2 separate regions of the Mus musculus genome follow, and region 2 is linked to region 1. A link is a contact called in public Hi-C data. All regions are on one chromosome and are shown on one strand. Each heading gives the region's core, a stretch centred on a gene start, on an enhancer-like site or on the middle of the called end of the contact. The rest is flanking DNA. Distances are from core to core; before and after follow the strand shown.

What was found. A called contact is a pair of places that touch in the nucleus more often than the background predicts.
Region 2: a Hi-C map of uterus shows a contact between it and region 1, with 2.0 times the contacts expected there. The contact joins two enhancer-like sites. A contact is called at or near these places in 6 of 484 Hi-C or Micro-C datasets (nephron progenitors and uterus) and 3 of 115 datasets of contacts at active chromatin or transcription factors (double positive thymocytes and embryonic stem cells).

The regions. Positions count from the first base shown.
Region 1 is chr2:75,352,051-75,359,371 of GRCm38.p6, reverse strand. The region is part of intron 3 of Gm39857 (a long non-coding RNA gene); the gene reads left to right. Among named protein-coding and RNA genes, the nearest start is that of Gm32927, 4.4 kb to the left of the region's middle. Within about 2 kb of position 2,666, at least 7 of the 459 cell types and tissues checked have an H3K27ac peak or open chromatin away from gene starts, as enhancers often do. A contact at or near this core is called in uterus, where this site is marked.
Region 2 is chr2:75,488,871-75,496,191 of GRCm38.p6, reverse strand. The region is part of intron 2 of Gm50595; the gene reads left to right. Among named protein-coding and RNA genes, the nearest start is that of Gm39854, 16 kb to the left of the region's middle. Within about 2 kb of position 4,226, at least 13 of the 459 cell types and tissues checked have an H3K27ac peak or open chromatin away from gene starts, as enhancers often do. A contact at or near this core is called in uterus, where this site is marked.

The DNA.
Region 1 (7,321 bases), core at 1,417-3,916:
AAAAGACTTGCCCCATTCCCAATTTCCTTTCGCTGCCTCCTGATTGAGGGCCAAGACGTGAGCGCTCTGCTTCTCCTGACTCCATGCCTTTGCTCCACCAGCATAGACGCCAACCCTCCCATCAAATGCTTTCATTTATAAGTTAATTTAGTCATGGTATTTTTTAAAAACAATAATAGAAAAGTAACCAAGACAAACACTGACTTATTTTAATTCAGTTTGGAATGTTGAGTGAGCCTAGATAGACAAATTTTGTTGTGACATACTATTCTTTTTATGTACTTCTACATTAGAATCTCTGATACTTTGCTGATTTGTGTGTGTGTGTGTGTGTGTGATTAAGGATTATTGTAGAACTGCTTAATTTTAAAGTAAAACAAGATCCAAAATACAATGAGTTATTTATAACTAGTTTTTATTATTTCCTATTTGTGGATGAGAAATTGGTACCAGAGAAGTTAAATAACTTGACCAGAGCTGGCCAATGACAGAGCAGGCCTTTGAAGCTAGTCACTCTGCTTTTGAGGCTGTCTCTTTAACCATTCAGACCTGCTGCTCCTAAGAGATCTTAGTAAAGCGGATGCCCAGTCTCTAGTCTAGGTGACCCCCTCAGCAGTAGTAATTGAGATAACAGATTAGTGCCAAGGAAAGGTGTCACTATTGTGGGGCATGGGGACTGGATCCAAACCCCACCTCTGCTGTTTGAGCTCCTTATGTGTTCTTCAGTTCCTCGCCTTCAGAACATAATACTCCCACTGTGGTATCCTCTCATCTCTGTGAAGATGGAGAAGATTGAGATAACAGATCTAGAACAAAGCTGGGCGTGCTTCCAATAATAATAAGAGCCCAATGAAAATATATCCGGCTACTTTTATCATGAATACATCTACATGATCACACACTGATGCTAACTTGCATGTCCAGTCTCTGAAGGTACATTTCAAACCTTCTAAAGATATCTCACAAGTAGAGACAACACATAGGTAAGACACAGCAGTTATGGCTAACTTGAAAATAAATGGTGCATCCTTCTGTAAGGTTGTCATTTCATCTTATGCATAGACAGCAACTTAGGAGAGCTAACTCAGGTGTTACCTAGGCTCCTCCTATCTCTAGGGATGGGTTTTGGCCAGTACTTGCAGTTTTTTCCGGAAGTTCTATGTATTCCTGAGGTGGGCCATGTGGGCAGAGGAGAAGATGTGCGTTCACATGGACACTTCTGACTTCTCTCTTTGAGTCCATTTGTCCGTCCATTGTAGAAGATCCACTCTGCATCCAGTGATGATGACAGTGTACATACATTAGGGGGTGTGACCCTTCCTTTGACTTTTGACTCAGAGAAAGGCTTTCCAGGTCCTGTGTTCAATACACTTCACCTGAGCCTTCTGTAGACACAGGTGTATTTTACATGACCCAAAATTTATAGCTCTAAGCCAGTGGTTTTCAACTGTTTTTAATACTTCAACCCTTTAATATAGTTCCTCATGTGGTGATGGCCAATCATAAAATTACTTCGTTGGCACTCCATAGCTGTAGTTTTGCTACTGTTATGAATCATAATGTAAATATGCATGTGTTTTCTGATGGTCTTAGGCAGCCTCTATGAAAGGGTCAGTAGAAAACCACAAAGGGGTCACAGCCCACAGGCTGAGAACCACTGCTCTAAGCTGAGTTATGTGTCTCTTTTGGAGTCATTCCCTCTAACTATACACATTGCCTCATGTGCTTCCTTCAGTCACTTTGTCTCTGAACATCTGCCTCTTGCTGCCTTCTGGGATTCTGGTCCGCTTTGATTTTCCTTTCATCTTTCCTTGGGAGAGCAAGCTTAACTCTCTCACTGTTCAGCTCCTGTGAACCATGATTCTTTGGCTTTTCCAACTTCTCCTCAAAGTGTATCCAGAGATGATCTTAAGCAAATTGACTCTCTTAAAACAAAACAAAACCAAAACTAAAAAAATGCTGGCTGCCAAGATCCTGTTCATTTCTCTCAAACTACGACCACTATGACCCTTGAGATCCTTTTAAGCATATCTGAAGAGCAATTTTATTGTTTTGACTAATTACATGAATGATAGGCTACAAATCTAGCCTCTACAACGTTCTGCACCAAAATAACTGTGCTGGAGAGCACAGTCCCTTCCTTCAAGCACCGGACTCTGGATTTGATTCCTCAGTACCACAAAAACAAAGGAAAGTCCCAACATCATTTGCCAGATAACTTCTGCCAGACTGAAGTAGGAAAACATGAAAATGGATCCAGTATCCAGAAAACAGAACAGAAAAAGCTGTTTTAAAAGATGGAGCATTCTCTCTAGGGTTTTAAGGCTTCTCCTGTTCTTGGCGGAGGCCTCTGTGGTCACCGCTACTTGGCCAGTTCGTCCTGGTGACAGGCCTGCTGTTGTTCCTCTCCCTTCCCTGGTGACTTCTGAGAGCTCCCTGTTTGAAAATGGGTCAACGGCTTGTTTATAAGGTCAAGGAGAAGAGACCCAGACATGCAAGCAGAGATGGGGAATGGCTGTGCCTGTGATCAGAGCTTAGGGGACGGACAAGTTGACATTGGACAGGAGAGGGCAGGTCTGTTTAGTTGAAGGTGCAGAAGGAGGAGTGAGTAATGGCAGGGGAAGTCTAGGCTTGTGGCTCACGATGACCCCTTTACAGGGTAAGGAAGGAGGTCTCAACTCCAGCGAGGGCCTTCCAGAAGTCAAGAGACAAAGGCTGTTAGAACATCAAGGTTTGTCCTCCCTTTCCAAACAACCTTGACTTTGATGTTTTTCTTTCTTCTTTTGTGGCTTTTCAGGGTTGTCAACACAGAGTTCTTTCATTTACAGCCAGGCCCTGGCTGTTGTAGAGGCAACTATCTATTCCTGGTATTGGAAAGTTGCACAGTTGGCACAGGAAGGGGGCAGTCAGGCCTTACTTCCAGGGACTCACCCAACTGTGGAAGCCTGAGGTGTTTCTCAGCCTCCTTTCAGAGGGGTTTGACTCTCCTTCCCTGGAAGCCACCCACCACCTACACCCAGCCCAGGGAAACCTTTCCAAAGGTTGCTTTTACCTTGGTGTGCACAGTCTGTTTCCCTCGATGCTAGAAATGTCTCTTGGGACTCATCTGCTTAATAACCACATAATTGCTTTATATAGTTTGGGTCAATACACCAAGTTTCAGGGAAAAAAAACACCACTAGGTATTCACTTCCATGGTAACTAGAGTAGAGCATAAGGATTTAAAGTCACTAGGGGTACAGCTAAATGGCAGTGTTTCCCAGCAATACCTAAGTGATCTTGTTTCTATTTAACTATTAGTTCTGAGTTACTGCAGTGGTGGGTTTTATTGGGGCGTTTCTCCCATTTATTCTGTTATACTATTTTCCTACTTATCTTCCTCCTTTACCCCCCCCCCCCCCACTCCCTCCTGTTCACCCACTTCTCCTCCCAGGTAGTCTCTCTTTTCTGCTTCCACATCTTGAGTTGTTGAATATCAAATCAAATACCTGCCATGTCTTGAATGTGGACAGCGAGGGAAGGGTAGCAAATGTTGTTGCACATCTTGCTGTGCCCTGTTCTGCCTGTTGATCTGTATGACTCCCTCATATGTCCCTTGTCAGATAGATAGTTCCAGTACTTTGTCCCAAGTTGCTCATTGTCTCTTGGTTGCTTCTTTTGTAAGTAGACGCTCTTTAGTTTGATCCAATTTAGTGTGTCTGTAGTTTGCTTTTTTTGTCTGTGCTACACTCACACATGTGCACAAGTACAACTACACATATGTATGTATATATACCCACCCGGCCCTGCTCAACGTCATACAACATTTTCTTTTTGTTTTAGACACCTTATAGTTTGGGGTTTTACATATTCACTTCATTATTTTAGTGAAACTAGCCAAACTCAGATTCATAAAAGAGCTGTTTCTGTGAAGGCTGATGAAGTATCCTAGCGGCTCTGCCCATCATAGAGGAAAATTGCATCTTCTTTTTCTTCCTTTGTGGCAGTTGGTAGAGTTCATTTGGAGATCGTTTATCTGGAGACAGTGTTACCAAATGGTCCCTATTGGAAAAGTCAGAACGGAGCAGCTCAAGGCAATCATCTTTTTAAAAAGTGGTTTTAAGCCTTATCTAGACCAGCATCATTGAGAGCATCACAAAAGCTATACAGTTGAACCCATGAAAACATGAATATGTATGAACATGCAATGTTCAAACTATTTGGGCTACAGAAGGTTCATGGACATCATCAAACTTAGCAGTTGGTTCTCCTGGGGATCCAGGGAACAAAGATCAAGAACCAAAGGGAGTCACTGAGCCCAGTATAAACCGGTTGTTGTCCAGCATCCCACTCCCCAGACTTTATTTCTTGTTCTTGTTTTTTGTTGTTAAGTTTTGCTATTTACTTGTTAGGTGATCGCAAAATTTATCCCTTGGCTGGGGGTAACTTCCTTCCTGAAGAAAGGGGAGAGACAGCCTGCTTGTCATTCTCTCTGCCTCCTTTAATTGATATGGCACCATGGACGCCATCAAGGGGCCACTGTGCTAGATCTGCTTATTACAATGGGAGTCTGCAGGGTGTTAAAGACTGCCAACAAATCTGCAGATGCTATAGTTAAGGAAAAGCACAAAACGTCCTGGGGGCCCTGTGGGGCAGAGGTCACACTCAGCTCTCCTCCGCTCCCTTAATGAGTAGCTATAATCCAGGAAAGCTCTGGACTGGTTTGACCCTTGATTTGGAAACTGTTGTCACACCCAAACCCTTATGACTATAGCACCCTCTCATTCACGTTTATGTTAGAAGATTATACGCTTTGATCCAGCGCCTCCATCCTCCTCATTCAGTAATGAGTGACAATATAAATAGCATGCTAGCAATCTCCTAATGGCCACGCCAGACAAGCAGGGAAACAAAACTTAGGAATGAACATTGCAGACTTCCAAAGAATTCAGACAGCCCAGAGAAGAAAGCTCAAGCATCCTACACTTTACTCCTCTAGAATTCAGAACAATAGTATGTCCTCATAATAATGAACTACTAAAAAATCTATTGTTTCTGTTCAGCTGTTTTATTGCTACCCATTCTCTGGTCCCATCTGAGATGTAGCTATAGCTTTGTTTCTGTGGTGGAGATTTATTTTATTTGGAAGGGAAGGGTCATTTCATTCCAGGCCCTCCTAAAGATGTTTCTCAAAAAATTAAACAGTATATTTTTCATGTCTTGGTAAAATGCTTCTAAGCAAATAATAGCCATTTGGTCTCTGGTTGATATTTGGTGAAAGATAAAAGGCCAGGGAGAAAAATATGGTCTTGTGAGGTGTGTGCATCTAACAACTTCAAGGGAATTTTAACTCCAGCATGGATACTCTTTGAATTCCCACCTTTATAGACTCCTTTAAAATGTAAGAAGAACTGAAAGTAATTAGCTAAGGAGGCAAGGTAAAGGAGCTGCCACTGAGAGCAATATCTGCAAAACTATAAGGATTTAAGGACCTACTTCCGGTGAGAAGCTTTCAAGCCACCATCCTAGTGTGCTCGGCATCACCTCTGGGCGTCAGGCACACACCTGTGATCTGATTCAGCCAAGGAAGCCGCTCTCCCAGGATTCCGCTTGCTGCTCTTGGTTCTGGTGCAGGAGACAAGGCACATGATTCTGGAAGTGCGGGGAAGGTGCGACCCCGAGTTGAGGTTACTGTTCCCCTCCACCAAGCTAATGAAGGGAAGAGCTGGGGGTTGAACTCTCAGGATGGAATGATCAACCGTGCAAAGGAGAGGATGGGGGGGGGCCGAGGGGGGGGGGCAAACGACAATAGCTACAGTAATGTTTGGAAAGCTCTTCAGCAATTTCGTTTAAAACCAGAGCAAATGATGCATAGGAAGAGCAAGAAACGGGGAGCTGTCATGTTTAAACTCAGTGTTTAAGCCTCGGCATGGCCGCTGGAATAATAATGTCCCGGAAAGCAATATTTAAATGTATCCATCATCATTTAGGTTTTAGACACACAGTTAAATATTATTGATCATTTGCAATTGTGTGCATCCGTGTGTACATGTATTAAACGGAGAAGTAACAGGGGCAGGGAAAGTACAGGAGCTGAAGTGCAAAAATAATACTTGAGCTCCTAATTACCAGTTTTTAATTAAGAAAGCCACAAGCAAATTATAAACATCCAGTTTATAGCATTGCAATCTTAGAGGCTCACACTCATGAATATGGTAATTTTTTATTTTATGCCCTCTTGAGATGTCTTGTTAAAAACATTTTATTGGGGATCCTAAAATTCAGTAAATTTGAAGCCCTTGGCACCTTGTAGATAGTTAAAGTTCTTCAAAAAAATGTCAGCAATAAATATTTGGCAAATATAAAGAATATGCACATTTTCCCAAGTGGGTGTTTTTTTTTTTTCTTTTGGTTCTTATAGTCAAGTGATGACACTGCAGTTCAGAGCATGAATGCATATTGATATTTTCCTCCAGAAACTGCATGGGTTGCTGAGAGAAGAGCGCTCCCACAGAGTTCTTTTTATGTGGGCACCTGGAAGCGGTGGCATGCTTGCTCTGGCTTACAGGGCTGTTTTGGACAATCAGGTGTACAGATGAGCAAGTGGTCTTTATTTAGAGCAATTAAAATCCTACCGCTTTCCTCTCTTGACATGCAATTACTAGGGCTCTGCTGTTTCCACTAATTGCTCTTGCTGGGGACATTGGTGAGAAGCCAATGATTTTGATGGGTAGTGGATTATCATTTTTACTTTGCTACCTGCGGAAAAAAAAATCATTTGCAAAATCCCATGTGTAATTAGCAAGACTCATGATTAATTGTCCTGCAAAATTAGCTTCACTGTTGCTTTTATTTTACTGCTTCAAATATTAATTAATGTTAAACCCCTTTCCTTCAGCTCCAGCTTTTGAATATTCAACGTGGCTTTGAAAAATTATCGAGGCTTCTACTTGCATTAGCATGCTGGAGCTTTGATCTCAGGAATAAGTATTCTGATTTAAAAGATCACACTTGGGTCATAAATAATTTTTATAGGAGGACAAACAAAGCATCAGGGCATCATGGGAAGGCATCCATGCACTAACTGAAAGCAAATTGTTTCAATAGTGATTCATTTCTGCATGCTTTTGGGGGGGGAACATCAGCAAATATGCAAAACACTATATTGTGTGTGTGTGTGTGTGTGTGTGTGTGTGTGTGGACCATTCCCCAGTGTCTGGCTGTCTACACAGGCCACTTCCTACCTGTACATAGGTGGTAGGTAAGGCTCGGAACCTTGGTAGGAAATCACAGACTTCCTGCACATACAGGGATCACAAATGCCATCCGCTGTAAAGACGAC
Region 2 (7,321 bases), core at 2,977-5,476, 140 kb before region 1:
CTGAGTGTGCGACAACGGTAGGATGATGACGGTAGGATGACGACATTTGGATGCGGGCAGCAGGTGGCTGGAGCAGCAAACTGAGCAGTTACATCTGAACCACAAGCAGGAAACAGAGAGAACAGATTTAAAATGCTAGGAGTCTTTAACTCCCAAAAGCCCACTTTCAGGGACATATATTCTTCAACAGGGCCACATCTCCCAAGACACTTCAAACTGCACCATGAACTGGGGAATGAAAGGTTCCAATGGCAGCCTTTTAGAATTTCATAGTTCTTTCTGAATATGGTCCTGGTCTCATCTTTTATCCTCAGAACCAGTCAGGAAGAAGAGAAAAACCAGAGTTGTGATTCATTGTGTGTGTGTTTCTTTCTTTCTGATTCCTTGACTGGTTTCAAGCCCAGACACCATCCGTTGCTTTCTCACCGTGTACAGTTAACTCCAAAGTGCTGCAGCATGGATGCTGCAGAGGTGGTTTGGGGTTGGCAGCTAGATTGGCTTGCTATCCTGAGAATGCCTCTTACTTTAGAGAACAGAAGCAGGAAGGACAACAAGTGAAAGATACTGCCAGACAAGGAGCATCCCTCCCCCTGGAGGCGAGGCTATATGGTGGCAGAGCGGCCTGATTTGGGGAATTCAGCTAATGTTCTGACTAGATTACTGGCAGCTGTTAGGGAACCTGAGTAGGGCATACTGGTATTGATAGATGATCAGCCAGGACAACTTCAACTTTAGGACTATGCAAGGGAGATACGGGGAAGGAAGGAGAAGGCAGCTTTCCTTTCATAACTGTAAATACTGCAAGTGACGTTTAGTAAGATCATCATTTGAACTGTGTCTGTCCCAATGGTGGTTTTCCTTTCTGCTAGTCTTTCCCCTCCATCTCCTGTTAGTTTTACTCTTCTTCCTTTTGCTTCTCAGTCTCCTTAAAAAAACAAACCACCAACAAAAAACTGGTAAGTAGGTTTTGTTTGTTTGTTTGTTTTTTCCTATTTCTGTTTCTTACCAGTATAAAGTTATTGGGGAAAAACATACCAAGAGTTCAGTCTACCTGTTTGTTTGTTTGTTTGTTTGTTTAATGGGCATTGGTGTTTTGCCTGCATGTATGTCTGTGTGAGTCTATCTCCCTGGGACAGAAGTTATAGACAGTTGTGAGCCTCCATGTGCTGTGAGGAACTGAACCCAGGTCCTCTGGAAGAACAGCCAGTGCTCTTAACCCCTGAGCCACCTCCAGTCTCTCACGAGTTCGTTTAATCTGAGGTGTTTTACAGATCTGGATGCTGGTAGGAATGTGGGAGAATGCGTAGTGGGGCCGATGGTAAAATATAATGTTTGACAAATATCTGAAACCTGGAGGTTCAGAGGAGGGATTTGGTTACGTGATGACTGTTGTCAAGAAGAAACAATCCATGAGACAGCCCCCTCCCGACCCCAGCTTAAAACTGATCCTACTGCCCCGGTTTAGAACGATTCCTTCACAAATTGCACTTAAAAATAATTGGGAAAAAAAATTTAAAAAGCAAATCTAATTTTTCAATAAAAAAAATCAACTTTTAAAATTCCTCCCTGGTGGTCCACTATTATTAAATATTCTTCTGGATTTTTTTTTAATCTTGCTTTATTGGAAGGAGAAAAACAATTATCTGTAAACGTAATTTTTAATGCATGGTAATAAAAATAAATGGCACAGTTCTGCTACAGTTCACCTAAATCTTCTTCCCTGGTGGTCTCATGGTATTAAATAATCGGTACCACATGTATTCATCATTTGCTGACAGCAGAAGAACAACTTTGGCATTTTATTGTCTGAAGAAGCAGGCTCGATGTTGTTTAGGTTGCTGGGGGCTCCTTTGCTGATGGGTCTTCTCCTCCTCCTCCTCCTCCTCCTCCTCCTCCTCCTCCTTCTTCTTTTTTTTGTTGTTGTTAATTTACATGGCAATTAGTTTAAACCCAGAGTCAGGCACTCCTTCCAAGGTTGATTTGAGTTCCTCTTTGCAGGTTGCCCTGAGAATGATTTAGCTTTCTGCTTTGTTTTTCTGTAGTAATTGGGGCAAAGAGAATGTGTTATATATTGTTAACTCTCTGTTGGGTGGAAGACTTGCAACTGGGCAATGTAAGTTAAAAAAAATCATTACTGAATTAGGGTCTCTCTCCTTCTCCCCCTCCCTCCTCCTTCCTCTCCCTGTCACCTCTCCCCTCCCCCTCCCCCTTCCCCTTCTCTCTCTTTCCCTTAGCAGTGTAGAAGAGATAGTATGACAACCTCTTGCTTCCTTGGACCCATCCCCTGAATTGAGTACTCCATGGGTAAATAGAAAGCTGTGAGTGTAACTGTTGGCTCACATTTCCCCTTATGTGTAATGGAAACAACAAACGTTTTCCTTTGTGAAAACCTAAAAGCCTGTGTAAGCTTTTGAGAGGAGGTTGAAGTCAACGCTCCACACTGACTGCACTTCACAACAGCGATTCTCACGAGGAGCAGGAGGCTGCACTGATTGTCTGGGGCACACCGATATGACAGACACTGTCAACGCTGTAATTAAAACAACAACAACAACAAACCCACAAATAAACACGATCCTTCCAGATGGCTCTTGATGGGCCTTTTGAGAAAGTCAACAATAACTTCCGTTTCCGAAGACCTGGAAAGCTCTCTGCATTAGCTAATGTCAGGGCATGGCTTGCCTAGCCAGAGCAGAACAAGTTACCATTGCCAAGGACAAACATGGTGCCCCCTGTGCCCTCCTTATCCATGCCTTCTGTAATTGAGAGGGATAATTACAATGGCGCAGGCGCTGAGGTACATACGTGGCCAATGCTCATGAGTCTAACTAACTTGTGGTTTGTCTTGACTCAGTAGCAAAGTGGAGAGAGGCCCTGCAGAAAGGCATCTCCTGCTGCTGCTTTCCAAGGTAGCCCCTCGCCATAGCAGTAAACTCCCAGATTGCAAGTCCTTCAACTACCTCTTATTAGCTGGCTGACACTGGGCATCTGTATGATACCATCTGAAGCTATGTTTCTTTACTTAGAAGACAGGCGATAAAATCGAGTACCTGAGTGAGCTCTTAATGCCGTGGCTGGCACAGGCCAAGTGTTCACATGTACCAATTTTTCACTAAAGAGGACTTAGAAAATAAATGAAAAATAAACTTTGAGGGTAACTGATGTTCTTGAACATTAAAAAAATCACCTCCAGTTTGGCCCAGTCTTAAGTCATCCTTTAAAAATGAGAGTTAAAAAAAAGAATATATATATATTTTTTTTTTTCTTTGAGATATGGTCTTGTTATATAGCCCAGCCTGGGCTTGAGTTCATGATCTTTTTGTCTCAGCCCCTGAGTTCTGCGATTACTGGTAGGTGCACTCAGCCTGAGCTAGCCACTTTTAATACATGACTTTGTCTGTCTTTAATCAAGAGCACCCCCACCTGTGGCCGGTTTCCTTTAAAGTTCTTCAATTGCCTTCAGCGGTTTTATGTATTCACCCCTAAGCTGTGGAAAGAACAGAATGTGAACACTTCGCCTGGCCTCAAATGTTTAGACTTTGCTGTTCCAAACAGTCAATAAATAAGGAGTGCCTATCACATCATTAGGGGATTCAACTTTCATTCCATTGCTTCAAGAATTTGCAGAATTTAAGATGTGAAAAAAAAAAAAAACCAGGAAAACAGAAGAGAATCTTCCCTGTTGTGGGAACTGTAGGTCTCTCTTTTACAGAGCTTGAAGAACTTGAGCCATGGGCACTTTCTTCCATGAAGAATTTCTCCTGCACTGGAAGACTGAAACAAGAGTCCTGAGTCCCCGTAGGAATCTTCAGCTTGTAATTGGAAAAGTGTGCACTGGTGTGGAGCTGGGCCACTGCCAGGCTGTGTGTGACAGGAGCCAGTCTCTGCTGAGCTCCGAAGCATTTTGCAGTTTATGGCAAATCAGTGTCTCCACTGGAGTCCTTTTTAATAGGCTTATTTAGGTGGCATTGTGTGTGTGTGTGTGTGTGTGTGTGTGTGTGTGTGTGTGTGTGTGTGTTGGCTTAGGGAGAAAAGCTTTTTCTGAGAGCTTTGCAAAGCATCACTGCAGCCCTGGAGGGAACAGGTTTTGGTTTTGTGGTGTTTTGCTTTCAACTGAGAGTTGATGCTCTTTGGTTTCTCCTTTAAACAACCCCCCCCTCCCTCATTGCTTTGAGCAGTGTCCCTGGACTTGGGGGAACTCCCTCACAATGTAGCAATTACTGATTTATGTTCCAGTGATAAGAATGTGTTTTACTGTGGTCATAATATTTGTCCAACTTAACTACTATGTACTGTAAAGTATCATAAAAGCTTCTCAGATCAAACATTATGAGACAAAGGATCATGAACTGCCCCCAATCTATGCACTCCGACTCCTATGAGATCTGTGGGCATGCCACCATGAAGAGAGGACAGATAGAGAAGCCTGTGCCCTCCCACTCCAATTTAGGTCATCTGAACCTTCCCGATGCCTGCTTGTCATCAGCTGAGCCCCTGGGTTAAGGTTTAAAACCTGTTATTTCCCTGGCTTCACCTCATTGTAGCATCAATCTTCCTCCTTTGGAAATTAGGAATTTCACTTAGATTTGCTGTCAACATGTAAACCTGGCTTGGGTTCATGTCTATTCTATGATACTTTTCCCTATCTTATCTTCTATTTTGATCAGTTACTGTTAAGGATACCTTTTTAAGGCATTCCCCCCCCCCATTTTTTTAAAAATAGGGTCTCATGTAGCTTTGACTTGTCTGGAACTCACTGTGGAAACTAGGCTGACTTTGAACTCTGCCTGCCTCTGTCTCCATCCCCAGTGCTGGGATTAAAGGCATGTGCTACCACACCCCCAATCCAATGTATCTTGATTATTTCCACTCTTAACTCCTCCTTCCATTCTCCCCAGAGCTCCAAGCATGTCCTCTTCCTACCTTTATGTCCTTTCCATTCATTTTATAACCTACTGAGTCCAGTTAGGATTACCCCTGGGTGCACGAGTGAGGTCATTCTCAGGAGCATGGGCAACCTGTCAGCAGCCACACCTTAGTGTGGCTTGTCAACTGCTAATAGCTCCTGTGTTGGGGCAAGGTTTCTCTAGCCCTTCTTCCATGTCTGCTGGGGTGTGGAGTGATTTGATCTTGCTCAGGTAACCAGAGTTGCTGGGAGTTGATGACAGTTATCCTGCAGTCCAGCAGACAGCATCTCACAGGACCCTCCCACTCTCTGGCTTTCACATTCTTTTTGCTCTCTCTTCCCTGTTGTTCTCTGAACCCTGGAGAGATTGATATGATTGATCGACTTAAGGGTGAGTGCTCGATAGTCACTTATTCTCAGTCTCTGTATTGACTGATGTCCACTGCATCTCTGACCCAGGTTGAGAGAAACACTAATATATGGCTATAGACACAAATATCTAGAAATCAATTTGACAGCATGCCCAATTAGAAAAAAAAAAAGCTGGCAGGTTTTCTCTTAAGGTCTATGAACTCCCAAACCATGGGCTTTTGACAAGTTTATAGATACCAGGAATGAATTCTCTCCTATGAGACAGGGTCCAAAGCCAAGCTGAAGTGGTTGGTTACTCCTCTAATACTCACGCCACTACTACACCAGTGGGCACATCTTATCTGGCAGGTTGGTATTGTGCTATGCAGGGTCCACTGATGGGTGAGTCCATTGATGACTTTCTCCCTCAATATCTATAGAGCACCTTCCAGTGCTGTGGAAGTTAACTAGAGGGGAGGAATTTTCCTAGTCCATTCCAGCTTGATTTTTCTGTCCTGCAACCAAAGAGGCCACCTTTTCTAAGTAATTTCTCAGCTCCCCACGTCCACCTACCACGGAGCCAAGGAGATACAAAGCAGGGCAAATTCTCTGCTGCAAGGTTCAGAGGCTGAGTTCTCTGCATCCTCCATTGTTCTACTTCTGGAAGAGCTTGCGACCATTCTTGTTTTGTGGTTTCCACAGCTGGCAGAAAGAACTCCTACATCCTCAGCAACTCTGCTCCTGCTTGTGTCTAGGTCACCCGCTATGGGTTCCCCACCACAGTACCTTCCATGCCTAAGGAGCCAGATTGTGAGGGGGGCCACAGGATGGGGTAACAGAGCCAGCTCATCAGGATTGCACACCCAGCCCTCAGTCTGATAAGCAGCCACCGGCATAAACAAGGCATGAGTCTTATATCCTTTCTTATATCTTTATGTAATCACATCGTCTGCAGAGCCTTGTACGAGTTCTCAGTTTCCTCTTCTGCTAGGGACCACACTGAGCAAATCAACCTGTGCACCGGGGACTCTGCTGAGGAAATCTGAGAGTGATGGACAGCATAGAAGTGACTTCAGTGTTCCTGTGAAAGCTGTCACTTTCTCTGCAGAGTGCTGTGACCCGTGTGGTAAGCAGTGGAGGTTAATGTCACCTTTCATGCCTGTGTGGAGGAGAAGCAAGGACGCACGTGAAGACGGCACATGGTCAGAGACAAGATGGCTTCTGGGTAATCTCCTATATTCATGCTCTGAGAATATGCGGGCTTTTATAGGAAAAATGAAAACAGTTTATAAATGCAACCCTTTTGGATGTTAAATGCAGTTTTATTAACTCCTAATGACTCATAGTTCAACACAGAATCACTGAACCTCTAATAGCTTAGTCTGTAGTTATTAGGCTAAATAGTTGTGGTGGTATCACAGAAAGGTACAGGGGAACTGACCGAGGCAGGGAGGAACCATAGTTAACAAGTGGACTCCAAAGACCTGCTGTGTGGCTTTGGGAAAGTCACTTTGCTTCTCTGTGCCTAAATTTTCTCACCTGTAAAATGGGGGAATAGTAAGTATATTTATCTCCAAGAGTTAGTATGAGGAATTGATGTGTAAACTCACGTAAGGTGCTTGTATTGGTGCCGACACTTCTGTTTACTGAGTGCTTCTTATGACATTTTGGCCTCTTACCTTAAAAACATTACTTCTTTCTTTTCTTGAGATTGTAATATTTCCTTTTCCTTCCTCCAACCCTTCCATATACCATGCCCTACTCCCTTTCATATTCATGGCCTTCCCACCTCCCATTCATTGCTGTTACATGCACATATATGTACGTACATGTATTTTCCTAAATATAATCTACTCAATCTACATAATGTAACTTGTATGCATATATTTTCAAGGCTGACCATTGCATATTGATAAACAATTGGTGTGGTTTCCTCTGGGTGTCTTAGTAACTGTTCTATTGCTATGAGGAGACACCACTACCAGGGCAACTTATAAAATAAGGTATTTAACTGGGGGGGCGGCGGCTTGGGGACTCCCAGTTTCAGAGGGTTAGTAGATTCTC